Linked DNA regions of Mus musculus: region 2 is linked to region 1. The links are chromatin contacts, called in public HiCAR-type maps. All regions are on one chromosome and are shown on one strand. The core of a region is the stretch at or near the end of the contact, and the rest is flanking DNA. Distances in the headings are between cores, read along the strand shown. Region 1 holds the start of Cdk15 (cyclin-dependent kinase 15). Region 2 has its middle 7.2 kb from the start of Gm51625.

Region 1 (4,170 bases), core at 69-2,568:
TGTTGTGTGTGCATGCCTGTTTGTGCATGTGTGTGTGTGTGTGTGCATGTTTGTATGTGTATGTGTATGTGTGTGTCTGTATATGTGCCTGTGCATGTGTGTCTGTGTGACTGTCTCTCTGTGTGTGCATGTGTGTGTATGTCTGTGTATCTGTCTATGTGTAAGTGCACTTGCAAGCCCACACAGGCATCCCTGGAAGGTGAGGGCTAGCTTCCCTAGACAGGCACCCATGAAATTCTCCTTGATGCCTGTCAGCAGTTCACTCACCCATGGCAACCCCTGCCTCAGATTCTCTTCCTGAAAAGAATCACTGTTACTCCGGGGCCTTTTACTCTTCAACTTCTGGGCACTGGCAGCCTCCAGTCCCCTGGGGTGAAATGAAGCCGTGGAACTGGATGCTTCTGTTAGCTAGAGGAAAAGAACGTACAGGAGCAAAATGTGTACAAAGTCACAATGTGATGGCTGGCAAAACCTTTTCTTTGTTTTATTTGCCTGTTTTTGGTTTGTTTGTTTGTTTGTTTGTTTTTGGTTTGATTGTTTGTAAGCTTCCCACACCCCTGAAAGGCAGGTTTCCTGAAAGTCAGATCTCTTAGAGACAACCATGGTACCAATTACTGAAATACTAAATTTTTCCTTCACCTACACAGTTTAACCCAGTCTCCTTAAGGGTGTCTCCCAATTTCTTCATTTAACTCAGTTTCCTCCGTACCTGCCCACCTTCCTTGGTACTTAATGTAATGCCTTAGAATAATTTAGTAAGATACTGCTAATAATCACGAGCTAATTACTGAAACTGAGAATCCACAGCGGACCTACCGGTATGGCAGCTTGCCCTCTACAGTTCAGCCCTGCAATTTAGTGGCTCAGAGACGTCCAGAGAAGAACCACTTTCTCTATTTCAAGTCAAAAGCGGCCAAACCCAAGGCTTATTCCCCTCTTCTGGTTTACAAGTACATCCCCAAACTTGATAACTACAACCATAAATCCTCTGTGACTTTAATAGAATTTTCTTTTTATGAGTTTAGACCTACCGCAGAGGAATAAGACTCTGTTACAAAAGGGAGTGTCTGTCTGAATTGCTTGGTTTACTAATAAAGAAAGATGCTCCTCCCGGGATACGAGTACCTCGAATACAGCAGGCTCGGTGCTTCCAGGCTGGCTTCTCTGACAGCTGTGCGCCTCCCCTCCCTCCGAACGGTGGTAGCAACTGCATCCTGGCTGTAGCCTCTTTGCACACAGCTCTTGACCCATACTAGCCCAGGTTCAAGGAGAAAACCCGCCCTTGAACCTCTTCCCACCCGCCTCTTCTCATTTGCTCCCCCTCTGCCAGAGGTCAGCAGAGAGGAGCTTCTCTGTGACTCACACGAGGGCTCTGCCTGGAGCAGTCTCATGACTTCAGCAGTTTTAGCTCATCAGTGCAAAGAATGCATCAGAACCGCAGCAGCTAGCGCTCATGTGTGCACACTCAAAAACAAGGAGGCTCTGCCCGAGAGAATACAACTGGGCACACTGGAGTAAGCTCTCTCTCACTCCAGCCACAAGTCAGTTCTGTGGATACACTCGCTTTCCCAGAATGTGCATAACCCTAGTGTTTATTGGCCTACCCTGGGGCTAAAGTGGTCATGCTGAGGGGTGTTCTATCCCTTGCTTTCATCTGAAAGCCTCTTGGGTTTCAAACTTGTTTTTCTTTTGAGGCAGTCTCTCCCAGCAGCCCAGCTAGTTTCCAAGTGGAGGTAATCCTCCTGCCTCAGCTTCTCCAGTCCCGGGATTGCAGATGAGAGCCATCTGACTCAGATTGGTTTTTCCAACATTAAAATGAGTTTGCAAACTAGCCAACTTTTAGAGTCAAAGGAACCACAGAACGGTGGTATGGAAAGAGAGCTGAGGATTCTGACTCCTTCTCTGCCTCCAAACGAAAGTCAATCTCAGTCTGACAGGGCAAAGCTATTCCTTCAAACACTAGTGATTACCTGTGTTGCTAATACTCTACAAATAGTGGAGAGTCAGGGTGGAGAGCGGAGTTTGAGCTGGGTATGATGGACCCAAGACCTCTGGAAGAGCAGACAGTGCTCTTAACTGTTGAGCCATCTCCCCAACCCCCAGTGGCACACTTGTAATCTCAGTACTTTGGAGACTGAAACAGCAGGGTGATGAGTTCAAGACTAGTCTGGACTACATAATGAGATTCTTTTCAAATTTCAAATAAAGAGGAAACAGAAACTGTGTGAGAGTGTGGTGTGTGTGAGTGTGGTGTGTGTGAGAGTTTGGTATATGTGTGAGTGTTTGTGTGAGAGTTTGTGAGAGTGTGGTGTGTGTGAGAGTGTGATGTGTGTGTACATGCACATATCTCCTCATTCCCCCATTCCTCCCTTCCTTTCATATCAGTATAATTAATGTTTAGTGTCTATAAATACTATATTAGTACTTGGCATTTCTAGGAATCTAATCTGGATCAAACTGCTTTGTAGTCTGTGATTGTAGATAGAACTCTTTTTCTATGAGAGGTGCATAATATTATTTCCATCATAATATGTCAATCACAATAACATACACAACAATATGAGAAAGGGGGCTATGTGTTATCACAACAGTACCCTGGATAGTTAACTTCTGAACTTTCCTCCGTTAAATCTTTACTTTTATGTGATCTAATTGTAGTGGTTTGAATAGAAATGGCCCCCATAGACTCATACATTTGAATGTTTGGCCCATAGGCAGTGAAGGCATTAGGAGGTGTGGCTTTGTTGGAGTAGGTGTGCCTTTGTTGGAGGAAGTGTTTCATTGTAAAAGTGGTCTTTGAAGTCTCATATGCTCAAGCTAGCCCCAGTAGTCTCCTGCTGCCTGTGGATCAAAATGTAGAACTCTCAGCTCTTTCTCCTGCACCATATCTGCCTGCACATCACCACCATGCTTCTTGCCTTGATGCTAATGGACTGACCCTCTGAAACTGTAAGCCAGCCCCAGCTAAGTGTTTTCCTTTATAAGAGTTGCGATGGTCACGGTGTTTCTTCACAGCCATGGAAACCCTAAGACATTAACCTTGAGCATATATTTTAAGTTTTATTTCAAAATAGCTACAAGCAAGCAAGCAAGGTATAGGGTCCATGCCTTCATTGTCAGCACTTGGGAAACAAGCAAGACGATTGCCATGAGTTAGAGGTCAGTCTGGGTTCCAGAGTCAAAACAAAGACAAAAAGAGAAACAATTTGCTACATACGATCTAAGGCAAGTCCATTCAAGGATTTACTAAATAAAGTTTGAGACACTTAGAGAGAGAAAGTAAGAGACCAATGATGCACAATGGATAGGGACTAGGCATAAAATCAGTTACACCTCAAAAGCAGCTAAACTTTTGACTGACATACAACTGAGAGAGAAGTTCTTTCTCATCATAATAATTTTTCACGTATTCATTGTAATAAAATTTGTCAGGAACGCTCATTCAGATCTGGTGAGCTGGTCCATTGGGTAGATGACTCTGCACCAAAACTGCTGACCTGACTTTCCATATTGGAACCTAAAGGTGGGAAGAGGGAACCGACTAACTTTGGCAAGTTGTCCTCTGAGGGCCATGTGCACACCATGACATATGCAACTTGTTGATTCTTTCCTCAAAGATGATGGTGGATTTTGTCATAGACAAATTACATCCTAGCTGGATGTGGTGACAGAGACCTATGTATCATCTGGGCATTTAGGAACGTGAGACAGAAGGATCCTGAGTCTGAGGCCAGGCTGCACTACATATTAAGACCTTACTAAAAAAAACGAAAGAAAGAAATATAAGCTAAGTTCTGCTTTAAGATAATTTCATAAATTTTAGATTAGGGTGTGGGAAGGGGTGGAAGAGTATTTCATTCTGTAGCCCAGGCTAGACTGGAACTCACTAGGTAGCCCTCAGAAGTCTGGCACTTGTGGCAAGCCTCTGGCTTCAGCCTCCCAATTGCCAGAAGTACAGGTGACACACCAAACCAAATAAGTTTTAAAAATTCAAAATGGCCAGCATTTGTGTAAGCTGAAGGAATTGTGTAGTTAACTCACAAACATGCTTGAATAGAGGATTATTTTAGTTAATTAACTTCTCTTTGTATATATGTGTATGTGTGTGTGTGTGTGTGTGTGTGTGTGTGTGTAGATGGTTTATTTCTGAAGGATTAAATTGTTGTTTAC
Region 2 (4,032 bases), core at 76-2,575, 120 kb before region 1:
AGGCTACTCATCCCGGTGGGTAGGATTGGGTGCCAGCTGACTGAAGGCCAGACCTATTTGTCTAAACTTGGAGGGGCCTTGCATGGCCGTGCAAGATGTTTAGAGGGAAGGATCAGCCGGAGGCGCCTTTAGTCCCGGAAAGGGTGTGACTTGGGGGGAGGGGGCTCCAGGGACCTTGTGATCTCCTGTGGAGCCCCTTTTTCTGCGCTGACCTTGCTGCTATCCAGAAGGAAGGCAACGAACAGGCTTTCTCTTCTCGCCCTTTCACAAGTCCACACAAACCATTACTGGCAAACACTGGAAAGCTGACACAAATACCAAGTCCATACACCCTCAGACTCACAACACAAACTCAACACAGCCCCATCAGTATCACAGACTTGTATAGATACACAGACCACACACACACACACACACTTATTTGTTTATTTTATGTATATGAATGCTCTGTTTTCATGCATAGCAGAAGATGGAATCAGATTCCATTACAGATGATTGTGAGCCACCGTGTGGTTGCTGGGATTTGAACTCAGGACCTCTGGAAGATCAGCTGGTCCTCTCAGCTGCTGAGCCATCTCTCCAGCTCCCAGCAGGTTTTCTTAAATCCTGGAAAAGATAAAAAGCTTTGGAGTGCCTGAAGACTTGGGGAGTCTGGTTGGGGCATACAGTGAGCAAAGCCAGCCTGGGGAAGGTGTAGCAGGGCCAGGAGCCTGCTGGTTAAATAGCACTGACTCCAGTTCTGGCTAGGAGAGGCTCTCATCTGTGGTTCTAAGCGATAGAAAACCACCAACTGCTAGCAAGATAATCCAATTTCCTTCCTCCAAGGCTGGAAGAGGACTGCCTTGGCCTCCTGCTCCAACTTCCTGCTGGGTCTCAGTCTGCTTAGGACTCTTTACCCCTCCAGCAGAATGCATATCAAAGCCCCAGGCCCCCAGGGTTCATTAGGAGGCATTTATTTCTGCATATTCGTGGAGGGCAGGAGGGAGGACAACTTGATTCGCAATGCAAATTGCTTGGCTGTAATTTCAACTCTCCCTCCCTTCTCACAGGGAGATTTTGCAGGTCATTAAAAATATATGATTGCCTCCAAAATAGCAGTGACAGCTGCCCGCTTGTGGTGGGCCAGGTGCTCGAGTCGGAAGGCCACTGAATGATGTCCGGTGGATTCTCCCAGAGCACGTGGGGCCAAGCGTTCACTGCCTGCATCTGGAGTCCAGATCGCGGGGCTAGTGAACCGGCTCAGAGCGGTCTGGGATTCACCCTCGTTTGTCTTCTGCTCAATTCTGCCTTCCGCTGCTCTGGGGCAGGCAGGGCAATTGTTTTCATCCCTGAGCCCACGGTTTCCTCCCCAAGGATGGGGATGAATAGAGGGCTGATGTTTAGTGGCTGGCACAGAATAGGTGGGTGGTCTGCTGTGGGGGCCAGCACTCCCCTCCACAGGCTTGTTACCACCACCCAATAGCACAGTACTTTCTTTATCCCTTGGCCCCTCCCCAGAATTGGATACTGGAATCCACCAAGGGGAGGAAGAACTGCTTAGGTCTTCTGGTCATAAGTCCTCACTTGGTTTTTCTTCCCCATGCTGCTCGGGTTAAGAAACTCCAGGCCTTTACCCTAAACTTGAATGATTCTGTAGATAGGGGTGTGCTGGGAAAAGGAGCAGAGCTTCTGTCTTAGTTACTGTTTTGCTGCTGTGACAAAACACCATGACCAAGCCAATTTGTAATCTTGAAGAACCGCCAAACTTTATTCATTCCCAACCACAGTTATTCTTTTTTTAAAAAAATTATTTTTAAAATATTTATTTATTTATTATAATTTTTGGTTTTTTGAGACAGGGTTTCTCTGTATAGCCCTGGCTGTCCTGGAACTCACTCTGTAGACCAGGCTGGCTTCGAACTCAGAAATCCACCTGTCTCTGCCTCCCGAGTGCTGGGATTAAAGGCTTGTGCCACCACTGCCCAGCTAAAATTTTTATTTATTTTATGTATGTAAGTACAAAGTTACTCTCTTCAGACACACCAGAAGAGGGCATCAGATTCCATTACAGATGGTTGTGAGCCACCGGTGGTTGCTGGGAACTGAACTCAGGACCTCTGCAAGAACAGTCAGTGTGCTTAATTGCTGAGCCATCTCTCCAGCCTGCCAATTTGTAAACACACACACACACAAACACTCACACACACACACACACACACACACACACTTTAATTTGATGACTAACAGTTCCAGAATGTAAGTCTGTGACCATCATGGCAGGGAACATGGCAGCAGGCTTTCTGGAATGGTTTTGGAGGTTACATATGATCCATAATCGAGAAAGAGGGGGGGGGGGAGAGAGAGAGAGAGAGAGAGAGAGAGAGAGAGAGAGAGAGAGAGAGAGAGAGAGTCCTGCTAATGGGAATGTCATGTCCTTTTGAAACCTCAAAGACTGCCCCCATGACACACCTTTTTTAAGCAAAGCCACACCTCCCAATCCTTCCCAAACAGTCCCACCAACTGAGGACTAAGCCTTCAAACCACCTCAGGCCTTTTGGATGAGAGCTCCCATCCAGCCAGTAAAAGAGACTGGTAGAAGGAAACTGTTCCTCCATGAGTCTGAGGAGTGAACCTGGGATTCTCCTGGGAGGGCCTTTTAAGCCAAGGTCAGCGGTGTCCCAGGATGCCACAGCTTGAGCATCAGGGACACGATGCTCTGGTTCAGTAATGAAGCCACAACCATGGACAAGCACATACTGCTGTGTGCAGTGTGAGAGGGAAGCCAGACATTTGAAGAGTTAACACTACCTGTTTGTTTCACTTTAGTTTTGATTTTTGGTGTTATGAGGTTAAACCCAGGACCTAATCCACATTAAAGTACTTTACCTCCAGGTCTAATTCATATTTTAAAGGTGCAAATATATGTGTGTGTGTGTGTGTGTGTGTGTGTGTGTGCGCGTGCTGGATAGTTTTATGTCAATTTGAATCAGCCTCCATAAGATCTGGTGTTGGGGCATCTTCTTAATGAATGATAAATAGAAGAGGGCTCGGTCCATTGTGGTGGTACCATCCCTTCATTGGCAGTCCTGGCTTCTATGAAAAAGCAGACTGAGTAAGCCACAGGAAGCAAGCCAGTAAACAGCATTCCTCTATGGCCTCTGCATCAGCTTCTGCCTCCAGGTTCCTGTCCTGGCCTACTTTAGGAACAGACTATAATGTGGAAGTGTAAGCCAAACAAATCTATTCTTCCCCAACTTGGTTTTTGGTTATGGTGTTTCATCACAGCGATAGAAACTAGGATAGTAAGTATGGGAAAACAGGCTGGTAGTTCTCAAAAATGCCAAACATAGAACATTCACATGAGTCACTTTTATATCTATATCAAGAGATGGAAAACAGGCCTCATGAAAATTTGACCATAAATGTCCATAGCAATTATTCAGCAGCCCCAAACTGAAAAACAGCATGCATATCTATCAAAGGAACAAATGAAGTACAGTTTATTCACAAAATGCGTATTTTTTAACCATAAAATAAAATGAAAAACTAGAAGATAATACAAAATAAAGTTTGAAAGCCTTATATGAACTGAAAGACCCATGATAAGGATCATACAGCATATGATTCTGTTAGAAGCAACGTCCAGAATAAGCAAAGCACGCAGACAGAAATCAGATCAGTGATCGCCTCCGGTGAAGGATAAAGGAGTAGGGGGCAGAGGAAGGGCTACTGGAAAAGGGTATGCCCTTTCTTTGGGGGCAGTAAATCCTAAATGTATTGTTCTGGTAGCCACATATTGTATGTGAACTGTATGAACATATTAAAAACCACTGGATTGGGGGCTGGAGGTCAAGTATTTGCCTAGCCTGCACCACACCAAATTCTGGGTTCTTTCTCTAGCCTCACATAAAACTGGCGTGGTAAGGTGGGTTTACATACAATCCCAGCATCTGGCAGTAGAGGCAGGGGGGATCTAAAGTTCAAGATAATCTTTGGTTACAGAACAAGTTTGAAGCTAGTTTGGGCTAGAGACTCTTCTCACAAAAACAAATA

The links. HiCAR-type assays count read pairs that join an accessible place to other places.
Region 2: a contact with region 1 is called in a HiCAR-type map of embryonic stem cells, with 2.4 times the contacts expected there. The contact joins the enhancer-like site here to the promoter of Cdk15 in region 1. A contact is called at or near these places in 8 of 39 promoter capture datasets (embryonic stem cells, frontonasal cranial neural crest, macrophages and 2 more), 13 of 484 Hi-C or Micro-C datasets (the G1E-ER4 cell line, the N1E-115 cell line, bone marrow-derived macrophages and 5 more), 3 of 115 datasets of contacts at active chromatin or transcription factors (embryonic stem cells and extraembryonic endoderm stem cells) and 2 of 9 other capture datasets (adipose tissue and macrophages).

Annotation. Positions count from the first base shown.
Region 1 is chr1:59,254,054-59,258,223 of GRCm38.p6, reverse strand. It overlaps Cdk15 (cyclin-dependent kinase 15), which reads right to left and starts at 1,318. Exons shown (of 14, transcript NM_001033373.3): 1 at 1,126-1,318; 2 at 268-408. The coding sequence starts at 1,251.
Region 2 is chr1:59,373,539-59,377,570 of GRCm38.p6, reverse strand. No RefSeq gene overlaps it. Among named protein-coding and RNA genes, the nearest start is that of Gm51625, 7.2 kb to the right of the region's middle. Within about 2 kb of position 1,325, at least 47 of the 459 cell types and tissues checked have an H3K27ac peak or open chromatin away from gene starts, as enhancers often do. A contact at or near this core is called in the G1E-ER4 cell line, cerebellar granule neurons, cerebellum and 1 more, where this site is marked.